Regions from separate parts of the Mus musculus genome. Here all the other regions are linked to region 3. Evidence: chromatin contacts called from public promoter capture Hi-C data. All regions are on one chromosome and are shown on one strand. The core of a region is the stretch at or near the end of the contact, and the rest is flanking DNA. Distances in the headings are between cores, read along the strand shown.

Region 1 (3,844 bases), core at 417-2,916, 600 kb before region 3:
AGTGAAGGAAAGAAGGTGAGAGTAGACACCCCAGAGTGAGCTGCCATTCCTATGATCTTCCAGCCCACAACCCCACAAAGGCAGCAGGGTCAGGGTCTGATATGATCCCATGTGCCTGTCCTCAACTCAGTCTAAAGGGGCTGGCACTCACTTACTGAAACAACATTTAATTTCCTCTGTGTGTGTGTGTGTGTGTGTGTGTGTGTGTGTGTGTGTGTGTACACTGTAGGAGGACAGCCTTAAGTATCATTCATGTTCAGAAGCCATCTGCCTTCTTTTAATTTAAGTTGTGTGTATATGTGGTGACCTGTGTATGCATGTGAGTGTCTGTACCCTTGGAAACCAGAAGCAGGTGTTAAGTCCCCTGGAGCTGGAGTTACAGGTGATTTGGTTGTGAGCTGCCCCGTGAAGGTGTTGGGAACCAATCTCGGGTCCTCTCCAAGAGCAGTGAGCATTCCTAACTGGCCCCCACCTAGTTTGTTTGTTTGTTTGTTGTTTGTTTGTGAGATATAGTCTCTCACTGGTCTGGGACTCACCAGTAAGACTGGGCTGCCTGGTCAGCAAGCGCCCCTCTCCCAGGGCTGGGCTTACAGGTGCTTGCCACCTAACCAGGTGCTTTATGGATGCTAGGGACCAAGCTCAGGTCTTTAGGCTTCCGAGACAAGTACTTCACTGACTATGCTATCTCCCCATCCCTTCAACAAACATTTATTAAACATCTACTATGCACCAGGCACAAAACTAGAAGGGCACAGAAGTGGGAAAAAGAAGAAGAAAAAGGAGGAGTAGGAAGAGGAGACAAAACAAACAAATAAAATTAGGCAAAATGGCAAGATGTAATGGAAGGATTAGTTCAGGCCAGACTTGGCTACATAGTGAGTTTGAAGCCAGCCTGGGATACACGAGATCTTTCCTCAAAGCAGGAATGTCACCTACCTGGCACAGAAGAGATCTACAAGACTCCATGCTCACTCACAGGGCAGTGGGGCGGCTGCCTAGAACTGATGGAGATTCCATTGGGCAGAGAGGACTGCTCCTGAGAGCTCTGAGCCCTCCAACCCCGGGGACCACAAAACTTAAATGGAACTTGAAGTCAAATGCCTAGAGCGGGACCCTGTCTCTGTCACTCCACCTCAGGCAAGACTCCAGCCACTCTGGCTGAGGACTCTGCATGTCCCTTGGATTGTGGCTATATCCTCCTCAGGGCAAACTTCAGACCAGAATAGAGGCTGGAGAAAGACAGAGTCAGCGAGGAAAGAAGGCAGCTGTGATTTGGGAGACTAGAGAGAGAAGGGAAGGATCTGGGAAACGCTGCAAGGTGAGAGCAAATGGATTGCGAGGAAGCAGTACGCACGCATGCAGGGTCCAAGTTCAAAGCTGGAGACTGGTCTGCAGTGTGAGCGCCAGGAAGTCATTCCAGTGCCCAGGAGGAACTAAACCGTGAGATGGGAGTGTGCAGCCCAGTTCCCAGGTCACACAGATCATGGTGACCTTACTGCAGCCTTCCTTGTCTCTCTCCATAGCGTTTCTTTCCTAGTCCCCTGTACTCACTGTCTCAGTCAGCAGCTCGCTACTCCCACAGAGTTGCATGGCTTAGGCAAGGGGAAAAGAGGTTCAGTCTGGTCCTGGATGTCCCCTCAGCAGCTGTCCCCTCCCAGTGACCTATGGAGGCCCAAGGAAGTGGTGGCTCTTTAAATCCCCAGTGGCCACTCCGCCCCTAGCACACCCAGTTTCAGTTTCTCCTAAAACCATGGGCTGCCCAGAATCCCTGGCTCTTGCTCGCTCACGCTCACTCACGTGGGTGGAACTTCCTAACAAGAGCAGCCTTCCGGTTAGGCCCCTTCTCTAGAAGAAGGATGGTGGAGGGTAGATGGGAGCAGTTAACAAGACCGTATCCTGGAGAGGGCTGGCAGGATGCCAGGGACAGAACCTAGAGGAAAAGCGGGGTTGGGGTGGGGTGCGTGAAGGAGCCCCCATAGTCTCTGAGAAAGTCCAGGTTCACAGTCCACACTGGAGCTGTGCAGCTTTGAGAAGGTGATTCACCTTCTCTGAACTTTGGTTTCCTTATCTATGAAGGGTATGGGTAGGGTGGAGCAAATTTCCAGGCCTGCGGCTGGGTGTGCCTGGTGTGGTACTTGCACTGGAGAAGCAGAGGCAGGAGAATCATTCATGAGTTTGAAGCCAACCTGGGCTACATAGTAAGAACTAAAAATTCTCAAAATATAAAAGTTCCCAGGCATAACAAAAGAACTGTGACAACACGACCACTCCAAACTCTCTGAGACCGATGTTGGACTCATGCAAAAAATCAACAATCAGAGCTGGCGTGATAGTGCTCGTGACTGCACGAACCTCCAAATCTCAGGACTCAGAGGCAGAGCCCAGCAGGTATCTGAGTTAAAGGCCAGCCTGGTCTACAGAGTAAGTTACAGGACAACCAGGGCTAAATGATGAGACCCTGTCCCACTGATGATGAAGAATTTAAACTTTTTAAATTTAATTTATGCATACCAGTGTTTTGCTTGCATGTATGTCTCTGCCCTACATATATGCCCCGTGTCCTCAGAGGCCAAAAGAGGGCACTGGAGCCCCTGGAACTAGAGTTTCAGATATTTATAAGCAAAAATGTAGGCGCTAGAAACTGAACCTGGATCTTCTGGAAGAATAGCCAGTGCTCTTAATCGCTGAGTCATCTCTCAAGCCCACAAAATAAAACTTTTAAAGGAATCTTTATGTCCAAGTTTATATTTAAAAAACAAAAAGTGCTAAATCTGGGCACAGTGGCAGATGCCTATAATCCTTGGGAAATGGAGGCAAGAGGACCAGAAGGACAAGGCAGTTTATGGCTACACAGAATTGGGGTCTAGCCTGGGTTAGAAGAGACGGTGTCTCTTAATAAATAAGTAAAGTAAATAAAAATAAAAAGACTGCAATTGATTAGTAGTGTCTGCCATGTCGTGATGTCTGTAATGACCAGAGTTATGCAACACAGGAATCTTTTGCCATCTCTAGAACTGGTCCTGAAGCCAGCTTGAGCCTTAAGAGATGAGCCCTGGTGCTCTGCCCACCAAATTTATCATCCATACCTTCTGTGTGTGATCCCTTTGCTGTGGATGATAAAGTCATTCCTAGTCCACAGAGCTGTTTGAAGGGGAGGAACAGGATGAAGAGAGCCCTTCCCTATTAGAAAGCACTGCCCAGCCTGGTGCATCTTCTCTTTGAGACTTGCAGTGGATCTGGATTCTAGGATCGCTGACATATTCATAATTGAAACTGTTGGGTCGATGAGATTGGACGTGCCAGCAGGACCCTATCACCTTGCTTCTGAGAGCCCTGGGGGCAGGGGCTGAAATGGGTTGACCTAGGCTACCCATTTCTTGGAATTATTTTTGTCTCCCAGACATCGGGTAGGGTAGGGCGCTGGCTGGATGCAGCACCTGAGGGGCTCATTAAGCCTGTCTGTGAACTCCACAGGGGAACAATCTGGAGGAAGCTTGGGTATGACGTCACCCCAAAAAACACCTATTGAGAAGACTAGGGCCCAGTGTCCCTGCTTCAGCCTGCAGTTCTAACTAGACTCCTTGACTTCCTAGACCAGGGGCTTCCAGGAGAACTGGACAGTCTACAGGGGCGCCTCCTCCTGGGAGACCACATCTCCAGAGGAAGAGGAAAGGGGGGTGTTTATGGCTTGATCTTCAGAAGGGAGAGGGAGTGGCGGGCGGGGATGGGTACAGGGTAATGTTTAACCTTAAATGGCCCTGCAAGCTTCCCTGAGAGGTGGATGGACTTCCAGACCAGTGAGACTACACGCCCTGACCCCTCGCTCAGCCAGGGACCTCATCAC
Region 2 (4,420 bases), core at 1,485-3,984, 540 kb before region 3:
AGAAATCCACCTGCCTCTGCCTCCCAAGTGCTGGGATTAAAGGCGTGCGCCACCACACTCGGCTGGGAAATGTTTTATATGCAATAAATCGTCTCTAATAAATGTGGGAGGTCCTTAATCTGATAAATGTTTCATCATTGCACTGTTGGCCAAAGCATCTCTGGTCAACCTCGTTACCGCATGCTTCCCTTAGGGAGACTAAGGCTCACTGTACCACTGGGCCGCTGGTCAAGGGCTGGCAGGAAGTGGGTCTCAGGGGAAGCTGGGAGCCCCCTGCAACCATCAGATGAAGATGGGGCCTCTGAAGAGGTGGACTGTGGAGTTAAAGGTGTGAGTTCTGCTCAGCCTAAGCTGAATCAGGGTCAGATGTGCCCTCTCAAGTGTCCCCTCAGCCACTGTGCTTGAAACAGTCCCCAGGGTACTTCAAAGTTCTACAGAGGCAAGAGGGGCTGTACTGTGTTAGTGTGTATGTGCCTAGCCCAGCAGGCCTTGGGTTTGATTCACTACACTGTGGGTGGCTGGAGGAGGAGCCACAAGCAGGGAACTCCTTCCGGTTGGTGGTGCAGGTCCAAGAGCAGGCAGAGGTGGCCCGACTCCCACGCTCCCTCATTCTAGGGTTTCCTGTCCTCAGGAGGCTTTCTCTGAGGATTATAGAGGAATCCAGTGCAGGCTCCGTAACACTAAGAGATTATTCTCTAAAATGGATTAGGATGCAATTGACTTTTAGCACAGGCTTCCTCCCCAGCTTCTCTCTCTCCTTATAACCCTGCTATTCTTTTCTTTTTTTTTCTTTCTTTAGATTTATTTATGTATACCAGTACACTGTTGCTGTCTTCAGACACACCAGAAGAGGGCACTGGATCCCATTTCAGGTGGTTGTGAGCCACCATGTGGTTGCTGGGAATTGAACTCAGATCCTCTAAAAGATCAGCCAGTGCTCTTAACCACTAAATCATCTCTCCAGCCCCCTGCTATTTTTGATATGCTCATTATCTTCTCCCTCCCTCCGCCCTTCCCTCCCCCTCCTCTCACTATGCTACTCTATCTCCTTGAGTTCCCCTCCCTCATAGATAGCCCTGGCCATGTCCAGTTTACTTTTTTCGCTCTCTGCTCGGGACTCTTTCAAATGCCTCTGGCTGTCCTCGCTCTCATCTCTACAATCAAAGCTTTCTCTTAACCATACCATGGAGGTCACGCTGTCAGTTTAGACAGGTATCTGGCGCTGTCTTGGCTACTTTGTGGGTTCTTCTTTCTTCCACCCTTCTTCATCTCTTTTCTTATAACCTTTCAAGCCCCTAACACTAGAGAAAAAGATAGAAGTGCAGAGACATCCGTGAATAAAGTCAGGAGTTGGGCCACTTCCTGCAGATTCAGGAAGTCAAGTTCCCTGGGACAAGTATGATATTCACTGTCCGGACATCTAATTTCTTCTGTTTGTTTTTTTCTATACTCACAATTAACAAATCACAATCAACAACAACCAACCAACCAACCACACTACCTCTCAGCAGCCCTAAGACTTGTATATCCTCAGAAAAGTTCCCAGAAATCCAAATGCCATCACACAATTGCAGAAACTAGTCTGCAGCTGGCAAATTCATGCCCCTGCTAGAGCATGAGGCAAATCGCAGCTGCTGTGGACTGAAGCAGCCCCATATCGACACCTTGGGTTAAAATGAAAACATACTCTTACAATATTTCTATGTTTTTTAAAGAAACCAAATCCAAAAATTCTCACTCCAGGTATCTTTGCTATTTCCACACTGCATGGGCCCGGCAGGCTAGCTGACCTAAGGGATTCTAGGATTCTTGTCTCTACCTCTCATCTCTCCTCGGGAGTGCTGGGATAACGACCCCTCCTCATGCTATGCATCCCACTGTTATGTGGATTTTGGAGATTCCAGCTCAGGTACTTCAGTTTGAGTGACAAGCGCTTCATTACTTGAGTCATCTCCCCAGGCTTTAGAAGGTAGGACTTCCGAGCCGGGCGTTGTGATGCACACCTTTAGTCCCAGTACTTGGGAGGCAGAGGCAGGTGGATTTCTGAGTTCGAGGCCAGCCTGGTCTACAAAGTGAGTTCCAGGACAGCCAGGGCTACACAGAGAAACCCTGTCTCGAAAAACAAACAAACAAACAAACAAACAAACAAACAAAAAGAAAGAAAGAAGGTAGGTCTTCAGACAGACACTTTGTCTCTCACTTTAGGAATTGTGGAGCCTAGTGAGGCTCCCAGGCTGGGCACACACTGAAAGCAGTCACAGCCCAAATCTAAATGCATTCTCTAAACCCTTGGGAATTCCTACCACCTTCCTGCTTCACACCCCACGACCTACAAAAGAGGTTCTTCGCAACCTTAGTCTGTACTCTGAAATTACAGCCTTCACCCTCAAGGGTGAGAGGACAGCCCCTTCCTGTCCCGTCCCAGAACTTATCAGAGATTCTTGATTGAGTCTGAAGGCAGAACTATGAGTTAGGAAGGTCCAGAGACCTAGTTCTCAGATCCACTGGATGTCCACCTCACCCAAGGCCCGTGGATGCTTGGCTCTGCAATTCAGTGGTGATCTTTATTGCTGGGGCTTAAAGAGGGGCTGACTGGTGGAGCATTCCTGTGGAATTTTCTGGGGATGAGGTGGCTTCATGCAAAGGTATGGGAGTGTCAAAGGAGTAGTGCAGGCCAGAAGCCCTCTTCGGTTGCTCAAGAGGTTGGACTTCCTCCTGGGTAGCCCCTGCTTCCTCCTGGGTAGCCCCTGCTTCCTCCTGGGTAGCCCCTGGTTTCTCCTGAGTGACCTCTGCTTGCTGGCTGACCCTTGCTTTCTTTTGAATGTCCCTCTGCTTTGACTTGCGAGTCTTCATCTGTTTCCTGAGTGAGCCTGGATTCCTCTGGGATGATCATAATGCTCTCCAGGTCCTCATACACCACGGTAGGCTAGGACAAAGAGTTACAAGAACTAAAGTGGGTGGCCAACCAGCAGGACTAAGTTCAGCCTCAGGAGCAAAGGGGCAAGGCTGGGGGGGGGGGGAGCCAAGGCAAAGAATAGCTCTTGGGCTGAGGGTCTCACCAAGTTCTCTAGCTTTTCTTCAAGGGCCAGGTTTTCCCTTTGGTTAGCGTACAGTGATTCCTCAAGCCTAGGATAAAGGAGAGCCCCCTGAGCCCCAGGCCCTTTTCCCAGTCACCCCTAAAATACACACACTTCCTGCAACAGCTCTGTCGCTGGTGCCTCCGTAGGCATCCACCCCGCCCCCCCCCCCCACCATCACCGTTGCAGAGGAAACTGGTCCTCCTTTATAGCCTGCATTAACAACCCAGAAAAACCAGTCCTGTTCTTTTTCCTTTTTTGTTATTTCTGAGACAATGTCTCACCATGTAGTCCTGGCTGTCCTGGAACTCACTATGTAGACAAGCCTGGCCTCAGACACACAGACCTGCCAGCCTCAGCCTCCTGGTGCTGGGATGTAGTGTGGACTCCCAGGACCAGCATTTTCTCTAAGACTTACTTATTTCCGCTGAGTAGTGGTGGTGCACACCTTCAATCCCAGCAGAGGCAAGTGGATAGCTGTAAATTCCAGGCCAGCCTGGTCTACAGAGTGAGTTCCAGGACAGGCAGGACTACACAGAGAAACCCTGTCTTGAAAAGCAAACAAAGATTTACTTAGTTTATATTATGAGTGTTTTGTCTGTTCCTGTGCCTGGTGCCCTCAGAAGTCAGAAGAGGGAGTCAGATTCCCCGGAATTAAAGTTGTAGATAGTTGTGAATCTCTATGTGGATGCTGGGGTTTCAACCTAGATCCTCTGTAAGAGCAGCCAGTGCTCTAATTGGCTGAGCCATAGCTCCAGCTCCTTCTCTTTATTCTTATTACATTTTTAAAGTAGGTATGCATGTATATTCGTGTGTATTAGTGCTCTATTTGCACGTATGTCTGCATGACAGAAGAGGGCATCATATCCCATTACAGATGGTTAAGAGCTACCATGTGGTTGCTGGAAATGAACTCAGGGCCTTTGGGAGACCAACCAGTGCTCTTAACCACTGAGCCATCTCTCCAGCCCTTTTATTACATTTTAAATAATTAATCAAATAATTTTGAAACAGAATCCCATGTTGCCCTCAAGCTTCGTAGACCAGGATGACCTTGAACTCTTCTTTTTAACCATTACAGGTGGTTGTGAGCCACCATGTGGATGCTCAAGGCCTCTGGAAGAGCAGCCAATGAGCCACTTCTCCAGCCCCTGACACTGACTCTTTTTTTTTTTTTTTTTTTTTTTTTTTTGGTTTTGGTTTTCCAAGACAGGGTTTCTCTGTATAGCCCTGGCTGTCCTGGAACTCACTCTGTAGACCAGGCTGGTCTCGAACTCAGAAATCTGCCTGCCCCTGCCTCCCAAGTTCTGGGATTAAAGGCATGCACCACCACTGCCCGGCAT
Region 3 (4,238 bases), core at 74-2,573:
GAAACATAGATTGGTTTCTAACTCAGTTTCCCTACCTCAGCTTCCCACAAGCTGGGATCACAAGCATGAACCGTATCCACCTGTGACTCCTGACTTTTGAACTGTGTGAATTAATTTATCAGACTAATTTCCTCACAGTCTGTTCCGGCAAACATTTAACACTATGTGAGACAGGTGTACTGAAGTCTGGAGTCTAAAAATGTTAGCAGCCTTTAACTGCAGGTTCCATCCCTGCCTTTAATAGGTCAGCCAGTAAAAGCAACCCAGCACGGCCAAAGTGTCATAGTGTGGCTCACACGAAGGCCACGGAACACTCTCAGTTCAATGGGGGTGGGGCATAGCTCCAACTAGGCCTGCTGAAGAGTACAGCAGGGTGGAGGGGGAGCTGCTTGCTGATCTCCCACCCAGGGAGGACACTGGTTGCAACAGGCAAGAGGACTGTGTCAGATCTCACTCAGCTGGAGTCATTATCCCAGAGCCTCTTCCAGGTTTTCAGAATCTGAAATCCGGCTGTTTATGACCAGGAGAGTTTGGGCGAATACACCCGCCCATATGCCAAGGTGCTGGCCTGGGTTAGGTTGGACTCAGGGCAGTTTAATCGCCCTCGAAACCAGAAGGCAGGCTCCAGCTTTGGATTCACAGGCGCATCCGAGCCTCCCGGTCCACGCGCACCTCTCGTCTCGCGTGCCTTTCCGCAGGAACCCGGTGCCCAGCAAATACCTCTCCGCTGAACCAAGAATTGCTCACCCTGGCCTTGGGGATCCCTGGCCGCTGGGTTCGGGCCCGGACCGCCGGTTCCCGCTCCGCGGCTTTGTGCCTCTCCCGGCGCCCCGGGCGCGCCAGGCTGGGCCCGGACCTGTTGGGCCAGTTTTATGTCATCGCCCACAGAGCGTGCGAGCGCCGGTGCAAATAACGTTGCCCTCCCCTCCCTTTCCGTGCCCGCTCCCTCCGAAACTCTAGTTTGCAAACGTGAGCACGCTGGGCAGGGGAGGTCCGGGGCGGGCCGGGTGCTTCTGGGTGTGGGGACCGGAGCACGCCCCCTAACCCTGCCCCCGTCGTGCCACCCCGCCCGGGCCGCGAGGCCACCTCACCCGCAGCGGAATGGAAACCGGTTCGACAGGTAACAAATAGGTGGGTTGTCACCGTTATTTCCCAACGCATGCGCCATCGCTCTCTCGGCCACTCCAAGCTAATTAGATCAGATCAACACCCCTACCCCACCCCCGCCCGAGCCACCAACACACACCGCCGCGAGCCAATAAAGCGTGAACCCGTCCGTCCAGCTCGCACTTGAAGACTTCGCGAGCAGCCGCGGGGACGCCAGTCGAGCTAAAGGACGCTGGCTTAGCGCTTCTGCGATCCCGGTGCACCTGGCTGCACCCTCTCTGTGGACACCGGCGACCTTCGGCGTAGTTGGAAACGCCACGCGTGGTCCCTGGTACACTCTGTCCTAAGAACGTGGACACGCCTCGGCGACTCTTTCCTTGAACTGTCCCTATTCCCGCGCCTCAACCCCGATCCGGTGGAAGAAAAGGTGGGACGACCACACGAACTCGACTTACCAGAGCGAACCGCGCCGGGCCAGGAGGAACTGAAGATGCCTCGCGCGTTCCTGGTGAAGAAGCCATGCGTCTCCACGTGCAAGAGGAACTGGAGCGAGCTCCCGGACGAAGAGCGCGGCGAGATCTACGTGCCAGGTGAGGCGCCTCGGGCTCCCGGCGCCGGGAGGGCGGGGCGCACGGACCAGCGGTCGGCGCCGGTCAGTCGAGCGTGGGGACGCAGATTCTCGTCGCGATTCGACCCCCGGCGCTGAAGGAGCGTGGGTGGGGGAAGGGGACTCCAAACCGAGGCTTTGCCGCTCTCAGGCCCGGGATCTCCTGCCCGCGCCGCGCTACAGGGGACGCAGTGGGGTGTGTCACCGCTCAGGCGACCTCCGGCTCTCGTGTCGTAAATCCAGAAAACCCGGGCTTTCATGAGGCAGGAGAGGAGCACTGGAGCGATGCCACTTTGGAGGGGAGGGCCAGGGAATGGAAAGGAGCAGAGCTGGAGTTTCCGCTGAAACTTGGGCTACATTGTAAGAGAAAACTTGGCCCCATAACTTTGGTGGTATTGAAATGAGGGTCCAGATTCAGGACCACCGAATTTCCCTGGACTCCTGCCTGACGGTCCAGGAGCTGCTGGGAAATAAACCCAATGTACCTTGCTTGCCTTTGAGACAGTCCCACCTCGGTTCAGCTCGTGGAGGACACTAAGCAAAAGATGGTTCTTAGAGCCGTAAGGTACTCCAGGAAGCCAGTGTACCTAGTTTATTTAGGGAGGACGCCTTGACAGCCTGCACGTCAACTTAGAATTGAGTTGCTAGAATTGTCTCTTCTTCCAGCTGCATCTTCCTCTGAGACCCTAGAAAACTTCTGCCCCCTCTCTCCCAATACAAAACTCCCCTCCCCTATCTTGGGGGGTGGGGCAGGAGCCTACTGCCCTGCGCCTCCAAGGGGGGAGGGGGAGGCGGTAATTAACCAACCGACTTTGACCCTTGATCTGCAGGTTCCCTGGCTCCACCCAGGCTTTTAAGAAAGCAGGGGAAATGAGGGTGGTGAGTGAGGGGCCCTGTGCGGGTTCTTGCCTCAATTTCCCTCTTGGAAAGCTGTCTTGGGCGTAATGGTGTTTTGTGTCAGACCGTCCAGGATCCGATGGCTGGTAGGATGTTTTATAAGTGAACCTTACTAAGGAGCTGTATGGCTACTCTGAAGGCTGCTTAAAGGAGGGAATGGGCCAGAAGGCCCTAGAATCTCCAATGTGGAGGAGCAGGAGGTAAAAGCCCTGAGGTGTGGGCTTGGGATTTTGTGATTTCTGCCTGGCTGTATGTTCTGGCCGGTGCGCCACCTCCAGAAGGGCTGCTGAGGGACACAGCCCGTTGGTTCCTCGCTCCGGCCTCCTCCCCATCCCGTGTTTGGCGTGCTGCTTAGGTGCTCCTTGGGATCTGATAACCTGAACTTGGACTGTGCTAAAGGTGAGCTTGTGTTAAGCCAGGCTCAGAGTGCTGTTGTTTTTAGTTTTACTTCCCATCCCAGTCAGTAACAGACCGTCCACTGACTTTCAGCTAGTTCAAATTATTAAGACTTCCTTGGGTTCTAGAAATTCCCCCTGCCCCCCTGAACAGATCCGAGGGACATGAAGACCAGAGACCTGGTCCCATGGCCTGTCCCATTAGGTGGATAGTCAGTGCCACCTACGACTGCTGTCCTAAGGAGGTGCTTCCCTCTCTCAGGACTGCCCAGGGCGGAAAATAAGCTCTTGTAAGAACCCCCTCATCGCTGAGTTGAAAGAGACTTGTGGGTAGGAGCGGCAGGGCTTAATTTTCCTTCCTGTGTCAGGTGGTCCCAGGAGCTACAGTTTTCCCCACAGTTTTGGAAATAAAAAGGGGAATGGAGCTGTTCTATGCTTGGATGCCTCAGACGGCCGGAGTGCAGGGGGTGTGTTCTGTCTCCCGGCTGAGCCATTCCACCAGCAGCCAACCATGGTCCCAGGAGCTGGCTGGGCACGTTTACCCTACCTCACACAGCATGCTTTGACCAGCTAAGCAATGACCCCGTTCCCAGTGGGAGGGCTGGGAGTATGGGAGTCTGTGAGTTCTGACCTCCCCTCCAGAGTTTACTACATACTGAGGATGCTGGGCTGCTGGGCCTGACCTGGGAGATACCCCTCACCATCCCTTCACGATCCTTCCCACAAGCTTCCAGAGTCATCTCCCAGGACAGTCATGGCCATTCCTTCAGCTCTGGGGAGAGCTGGTAGCCCGCACCAGAAGGCAGGCAAGGAAGGCAATGACTCCGTTCTCCACCAGCGCAGTTCGGGGACTCACTTGGCTCCTCCCCACCACCCACCACCTCTTCTGGTACTGGACTCTCTACTTGGTTGTTTACTCTGGTGACAGGAAGGATGGTGGGTTATTATTATTTTTAGAATGAAACAGGCCCTTGTAGCTGGGGGTCGAATACCATTCCTGCTCTATGGGAGGTTCAAGGACTTGCCTTGGAGCCATTCCTCTAAGGCTTGTCCTTGATGAGTGAAGTCACAGAAAAGGAAGGGACCTAGGGACAGACTGAGCCTGAAAGCTGGAACTCCAGGAGAATTCCAGGTGCCTCTTCTAAGCTCCAGGTCCCCCTCCTTCCAAGCCTCCCCCTGGCTAATAATCTGGCTCGCTGACCTGTTCTGGGAGCACAACACATGCCCAAAGC

The links. Promoter capture Hi-C pulls out the DNA fragments that hold promoters and counts their contacts.
Region 1: a contact with region 3 is called in a promoter capture Hi-C map of liver, with 4 times the contacts expected there. A contact is called at or near these places in 7 of 39 promoter capture datasets (the C10 cell line, the SN4741 cell line, hippocampal neurons and 3 more), 1 of 130 datasets of targeted methods (double positive thymocytes) and 1 of 9 other capture datasets (liver).
Region 2: a contact with region 3 is called in a promoter capture Hi-C map of neutrophils, with 5 times the contacts expected there. A contact is called at or near these places in 8 of 39 promoter capture datasets (the C10 cell line, the SN4741 cell line, cranial neural crest and 4 more), 1 of 484 Hi-C or Micro-C datasets (B cells) and 1 of 130 datasets of targeted methods (bone marrow-derived macrophages).

Annotation. Positions count from the first base shown.
Region 1 is chr19:6,162,261-6,166,104 of GRCm38.p6, reverse strand. It overlaps Batf2 (basic leucine zipper transcription factor, ATF-like 2), which reads right to left and starts at 1,666. Exons shown (of 3, transcript NM_028967.2): 1 at 1,552-1,666. The coding sequence starts at 1,590.
Region 2 is chr19:6,096,360-6,100,779 of GRCm38.p6, reverse strand. It overlaps Gm550 (predicted gene 550), which reads right to left. Exons shown (of 6, transcript NM_001362427.1): 5 at 3,060-3,126; 6 at 2,539-2,926. The coding sequence ends at 2,696. Among named protein-coding and RNA genes, the nearest start is that of Gm550, 4.2 kb to the right of the region's middle.
Region 3 is chr19:5,557,660-5,561,897 of GRCm38.p6, reverse strand. Ovol1 (ovo like zinc finger 1) reads left to right here and starts at 1,323. Exons shown (of 4, transcript NM_019935.3): 1 at 1,323-1,697. The coding sequence starts at 1,598. It also overlaps a transcript of Ap5b1 not described here.